2 separate regions of the Columba livia genome follow, and region 2 is linked to region 1. Evidence: chromatin contacts called from public Hi-C data. All regions are on one chromosome and are shown on one strand. Each heading gives the region's core, a stretch centred on a gene start, on an enhancer-like site or on the middle of the called end of the contact. The rest is flanking DNA. Distances are from core to core; before and after follow the strand shown.

Region 1 (2,979 bases), core at 180-2,679:
CTGGCATTGTACCTTAGCTGAATTATTAATTCTTTCTGGTTTTGTTTGGTCGGTTTGGATTTTTTTTTTTTTGTTTTGCAACCGCCATACCTCATAAATTGCTCTCAGTTTTACATTATGCTTCATTTAATCTTGCTCCTGCTGAAAGAAGAGATGCTTTTGCTTTGCCTTCAGCAGCTTTGCTTTGCCCTGCTGCCTCCTCTGTCCAAGCCAGTTGTGCTGCAGCAGCCGGGCGAGCTCTGTCCAGCTCCTCATTTAAGTCCCTTAGCACAGGGGAGGCAGTGGGACTGGGGCAAGTGGGCCTGCCCTTCTGATAGCAAGCTACTGCTAGATCAGAATAAATATACTTTGAAACTGCAATCCCAGCCTTAATTTTGCTGGATAATCAAGCAAAGGTTTGGGTTGATATCACACCTTCCCCTCACCCCCCTTCAGGTATTTGGTTTTCTATTGCCGTGTTCATCCTAAAGCCCTTTTCTGCGCTGATTCAGTTGAAATTCATCCATCCCAAACCTGGTGAGCAGAGCTGTCTGCAGTATTTTGGAGGCAGTCTCACCAGTGTCTTGTACTGTGCTACAAAAACTGCTCTCTTTCTCCTGGGAATACTTCAACAAATTCATCCTATGATCATACTTGCCTCTGTCACAGCAGGTAAGCTTCCATTTTGGGCAGCACTGATGCATGAGGCATGACCTTTATTTCCCCTTACTGCTAAGGGAATCCTATGAGTCAGGGCTTCTTGGAGCTTCTACAATATTATCTGAACTAGCCTGTTTACTAGTGTGAAATCTGCTTTGCTGAAACATTGGTGCTTCTAGAAAAGCTGGAGCAGAGGAAAACCTCGAACAAGGGTGCAGATGCATTGATAGCTACACACAGTAAAATCCTGGCAGTACTTTTACTGACTTAATAGGGCAAGGAGTCAATAAAGATAATTTGTCCTTTCACACCATATCTGGCTGACTAAATCAGGCCATTACATAAAACCTGATGTTTAAGAGCTGTTGAATGTGTGTGATTCATCCCTATTTCAGTATGAAAATAGGAAAAAAGTGGGGAGAGAAAAGGAGTGGGAAGTAGGAAACACACAAACTCCACAGAGTGTTTCATACCTGATTTAAGTATAGCCAGGCCTGTGTTTCACTTTGGTGAAAGAAAAAAGCTTAACCACTGCATCCCATGTTGTAAGGAGCTAGATGATGTGTGAAATAAATTTGACTTGAAGAAACAAGAAGGGGGCTGTGTTCTCCTGCCATAAATAACTAATTAAAAGCTATCATCTTTCATCCGACAGCAGCAGCAGCTGCCTAATTGGGTGTTAAAAATATCCCTGCCAGTCTTTGAAAAGTACATGTCTGCAGGGTGATGAGGTAACTGGTGCTTTGGCCTTTGTACAGGACGCAAGAAACCAGGGGCTGATGTCTGAGCTCATGTCTGAATGTGTAATGGCTGCTGCCTCTCACTGCACAGGCTCTGCATCCCCAGCTTCTGACTCATGCTCAAGTCCTGGGTTCTCAGCAGAAAGCCAGCTTGCTTCTGCACTCCTCCTCCTTCAGAATTGTATCCTGACTTTGCAGGAGGCTTGTTTTCAGAGTAGCTTATTTTCCTGATGTTGTTTTCTTTTTATTTAAATGGTAAGGGGTAAAGGTTGTCTGCAGTGCTGAACTTGAAGCATAATTGTACGTTATAGCCCTGTGTACAATTTGCACAATCCAGAGCAGAGGACTTTTTGTGATTGCTTGTTAGTGCCAGCAACCTAGATTTGCCTTTCAAAAAGAGTAAAGAAAACAGAAATAAGGTGTGTGTATGAGTGAGGAGGACCCAGTCAGAGCCGAGTCATAAACACCTTAGTGTTTTCTTTCCATCCTACCTGGCAGTAGGTTGCTGGTATAATTTTTTTCTTCACAAGCCAGCAGATGGTGTTAGATGGCTATTTAATGACTTGCATGGGACTGAAAGAAGAGCTTGGTGATAGAGCTAAAAGAATGCAAGAAAAAGCAGTTTTGCAGGGATGTTCAGTGAATCTGAAAGCTGTGATAGGCTCCTCTTTTAAGCATCTGTGTGTGTGCTTTCAGCTTGCTACTAGTAGGGGGGTAGGGAGCTTCATAGCTGTAGTACTCGATTTAAATTGAGACATCTGTGACATCTATCATACCTCTTCCTCCAAGAGTTTAGGCGTGCTTTGAGTCTAATGGAGCAGAATGAATATAATCACCGACCCCCACTGAACGCTTTGGGCTTGGGAGACATAAATTATTTTTGCTACTTATTTTTGAATTGCATTTCACACAGAATCACAGAATCGACTGGGTTGGAAAAGACCTCAGAGATCATAGAGTCCAACCCTTGGTCCAACTCTAGTCCGTTTACTAGATCATGGCACTAAGTGCCATGTCCAATCTCAGTTTAAAAACCTCTAGGGACGGCGAGTTCACCACCTCCCTGGGCAGGCCATTCCAATGCCTGACCACTCTCTCTGGAAAGAATTTCTTTCTAATATCCAGCCTAAATTTCCCCTGGTAGAGTTTAAGCCCATGCCCCCTTGTCCTATTGCTAACTGCCTGGGAGAAGAGACCAATCCCCACCTGGCTATAACTTCCCTTCAGGTAGTTATAGAGAGTGATGAGGTCACCTCTAAGCCTCCTCTTCTCTTCCTCATTGAATTCACCTGAAATGGGAGGGCAAAGAAGTACAATTCTCTGCCATGCACTGCTGTGACCAAAGTATCTCCTAAATCACATTGTCTACACAAAGAAAATGAGTGAGGTGGAATGAGTAAAATGTGAGCTCCACAGGTTGGACACTGTCCAGCCAGGCTAAAGTATGACACCAGTCTCTGACCGGTTTCTGTTAGCTGGTGGGATGACTGTACGGGGTCTTGGTCAGGCTCCTAGAGAACAAGTGTCTGCCTACACTGCTGACCTGGACCTGTTACAGATTATGGTATTGCCTGTGGAAATTGGTATGTGTGAAGTGATT
Region 2 (3,376 bases), core at 162-2,661, 410 kb after region 1:
TAGAATATCTTTATACTCACCGAGGACAGAACAAGTAATCACTGCCTTCATTTGCAACATATAATATATTAAGGATTAAAAAAAAAACCTCAATGAACTATAAAAATCATCATGTAACAGAACTGTATCATTAGATCATGCATCTTGTGTCACTGAAAGCTTTTCAAGACAAATTAAACAAATTCAACATGAAATGTTTTGCTAGAAGTTGCTATAAGATTTGACACCACTTTAGTAAACCAGTTAACTTGGTGCCGCCTCAGAAATCAAGGGACGCTAAAAACACAGCACACTCATAGAGACAGTCAGCTGCAACGAAGCAATCATTTAACCTAAGTGATGTCTGTGTGAACTCACAAAGCAGGACTTCCACTGACGTGAATAAATTCAGCATGGGAGTTGAAAATTACAAATTTGCCTGGATTAAACAAAAGACCTGTAACCGCTCTATTTGAAAACAAACAGTGGCATTCCTACTTAAGTGGCAAATGCTGATCTTGAGTTTGTGTTTTGAAAGTAAGGTGCAAACAAAGCTGCTACACAGGCTTAAGGAACCAATCTGAGCTGCTTGAGACAGGTGTTTAAAGCTGAGCACACTAGCAGGTGCATTGGCCAGGCTCTTGCATATGTGTTTGCGCACAAAATTTGATTAAAAGTTGTCGGGTTTTAATCAGCTTTGCAACAGTGGTTTTCACATGCCACCTTCCACAGAGGGGACTCAGTTGTTTAATCAGTGCAAACTGCTTTTTCATTAGTGCCCCCACAACGACATCCTGCCATCTTCCTTGCGTTACTGAACAGAAGATCCAGGCAAGAACGAAGACTGTGGCACCTTAAACATCTTATCTTCTTAAAACTCACCGGCTGCCTTCCCAATGGGCTCCTCGCGAGCTTCTGAACTAGCCTGTTCCCAATTCAGAGAGGTTTGGGTGCGCAAACAGCTTTCCGATTGGGTATGAACGAGGCCTAACGGCAGTTTAAAATTACGCGCTCACTGCATCTCACAAGATCCTTCAGGGAAGAGGGAAAGGAAGGGCCGAGGCAAACCTCGAGCCGAGGCAAACCTCACGGGCGCCCACTGGACGGCACGGGCATGCGGGACACAGCGGTGGCACCTCCGGCCGCCCGCGGCCCGGGGAGCGCGGCCCCTGACGGGAGCCCCGCGCAGGCCCGGCGGCCGTTGTTCTGTCAGCTCAGCGTCACCTGCCCTGCGGCTGAGCAGCCTCGCGTCACGGCGCGGAGGTGCTGCCATCACTGCCCCCAGTCCCGCCCGTCCCGGCCGCTTGCCCCCCTGCCCGCCCGCGGCGGCGCTCACCATGGCGATGGCGATGGCGATGGCAGCGACCAGCCCGCCTCAGCCTGCGGCCGCGACGTGACGCCGCGCGAAGCCGCGCCCTGGCAACCGAAGCCCCGCCCCCGTGCGCGGCCCAGCGATTGGGGCCCGTCAGCCGCCAGCGCTCCGCCCGCCGCCGGAAGCGGAAGTTGGGAAAGGTGGTGGATGTGGCTGCCGTGGGGTCCGCAGCAAGCAGCGCTGCTGAGCGCTCCGGTAATGTTCCTTGGGGCACCGCCGCCGCTCCCGCGGGGCGGCCCGGTCCGTCAGGGTGCTTGGGGCGGCCGGGAGTTGCGGCCGGGAGTTGCGGCCGGCCTTGTGGCAACAGGGCTGGAGCTTGAGGGCGGCCGGGGCTGGGCTCCTGGGGCACCGAGGCGGGCGGGGGAAGGACTCGGTCTGGCTGCCAGGCCCGTTGCGTTATTACCCGTTCTCTTGGCTGATACCGCTGTGGGCTGCGAAGCCTCTTTTCCAAGGCGGTGGGTAATGTCCAGCTCTGGCTTACCGGCAGACTGAGGTGAGAGGGGGCACCTCGACCCTGGTAGCCGAGAAGAGGCGGGGGTCGAGTGGCGAGGGCTGGCCCGGTGGTGATTTTCTAGTGGTTTACTTGTGGGTCGTGACTCAGCTGTGTTAATACAGGATTTCCTTGCGTTGTGTGTTGTGGGGGGGGTTGCGTGGGGCACGGTGTTAGCTGAGAGGGGCTAATGATTCAACCAGTGAAATAGTTTTGCTTATTGGAAAATAATAAAAGGGGCATGTGTTTGGAGGCTTAGATTGAGACTTTGAAAGTAACAGAACAATAGGAACAGTATCATAACATGAACATTGAAGGACCAGGATCATCAGCAGGTGGTCTCAGATGAAGCAGCTAAAATCAAATGCTCATTATCAGTCTTTCGTTGATTATTTTGGTCTCTATCGGAGCAGGTACATCTTCATCATCCTCATTTTCCTCAGATGAGTAGAGACCCTCAATAAAAAATTAATGAATGGTAGTGTCTAGTACATCAGGGTATTAAATGAGCAAAAATGTAACTCCACCTATAGAAGCGATGGATAGCAAGACGTTCCTGTGTTTGTAGTTTGACAAGTCTCAAGGAGGGAAAGTTGTTTCTTTTATCTTCTGGTCATCAAAAAAAGATAAACCTCTCTTCCAGAAAACAAATAATGAATCTAGAAAGCTGGCAGTAGTGTGCTCACTGCTCTTCAGGGCAGAGAGCTGTAGAAGTGGAAGTGAAAAAAGCTGTAGCTAAGCCTTTTCGGTTAGTGGCATAATGAAAGAAAGCGAGGACTTTCTGAGATCTCCCTTGAATGACACAGAGAGCTAAAGCAAAACACAGGGATATGGCAATCTAAAACTAATGTAGTTAATGGCAGATCATAGAAAAGAGGGGCGAGTGGCCTGGGGAGTTGGGAGCGGGTGGACCTGTGCATAAAGGAGGCAATGATCATTAGCATTTGTGGATAAAGGATAAAATGGGCCAAACTGCAAGTAAAGTTTTACTGCTGGCTTAAATTAAGCATGTGCAGCCACTCAGGGCACCACCACCCACTTTGGCTGGGGATTGACTTCGTTAAAAAAAGCTGTATTAGCAAGTAGGACTAAAGAAATTATGCAACAGTGCAGTTGCCATTGTTCTCTGCTGACTCTCGGTCTGCTTTAAGGACAGTGTGGGATTTCCCTTTCTTGTCGTTCTGTGTTGACCTTAGGTTTTTCCAGCACAGTCCAGCTGTTGTACTCCGTGAGTGTTACCGAGTTTTAAAGGGTAAGATGAGGGCTCACTGAAAAAAGGAGGGACACCAGAAGGAGAAATTTGAGGAAACTGGAACTGGGTGAGGAGTGAGAGATAGGAGTTTAAGTCCAGCTCTTAGTAAAAGAAGAAACAAGTGCCGGAAGTCTCACAGGCCACCTTCTTTTAACTCTTTGGATCCTGGTGTGGTTTTATGATTTGGGGTTGGTTGGTTTGTTTGGCTTTGTTTTTTCTTTTGTTTTGGGTTTTTTTACTGTGCCACTGAACTGGAGTTCAGAGGTTGTACTAGAAAACAAGG

Evidence for each region. Hi-C and Micro-C count contacts between places; a contact is called where the count stands out from the background.
Region 2: a Hi-C map of crop shows a contact between it and region 1, with 5 times the contacts expected there. The contact joins the promoter of BLZF1 here to the enhancer-like site in region 1. A contact is called at or near these places in 2 of 2 Hi-C or Micro-C datasets (crop and liver).

What each region holds. Positions count from the first base shown.
Region 1 is chr1:73,419,247-73,422,225 of bColLiv1.pat.W.v2, forward strand. No RefSeq gene overlaps it. Among named protein-coding and RNA genes, the nearest start is that of TBX19, 26 kb to the left of the region's middle. Within about 2 kb of position 1,430, at least 1 of the 3 cell types and tissues checked has an H3K27ac peak away from gene starts, as active enhancers do.
Region 2 is chr1:73,825,461-73,828,836 of bColLiv1.pat.W.v2, forward strand. BLZF1 (basic leucine zipper nuclear factor 1) reads left to right here and starts at 1,412. Exons shown (of 7, transcript XM_065049935.1): 1 at 1,412-1,546. It overlaps NME7 (NME/NM23 family member 7), which reads right to left and starts at 1,452. Exons shown (of 13, transcript XR_010469795.1): 1 at 1,316-1,452.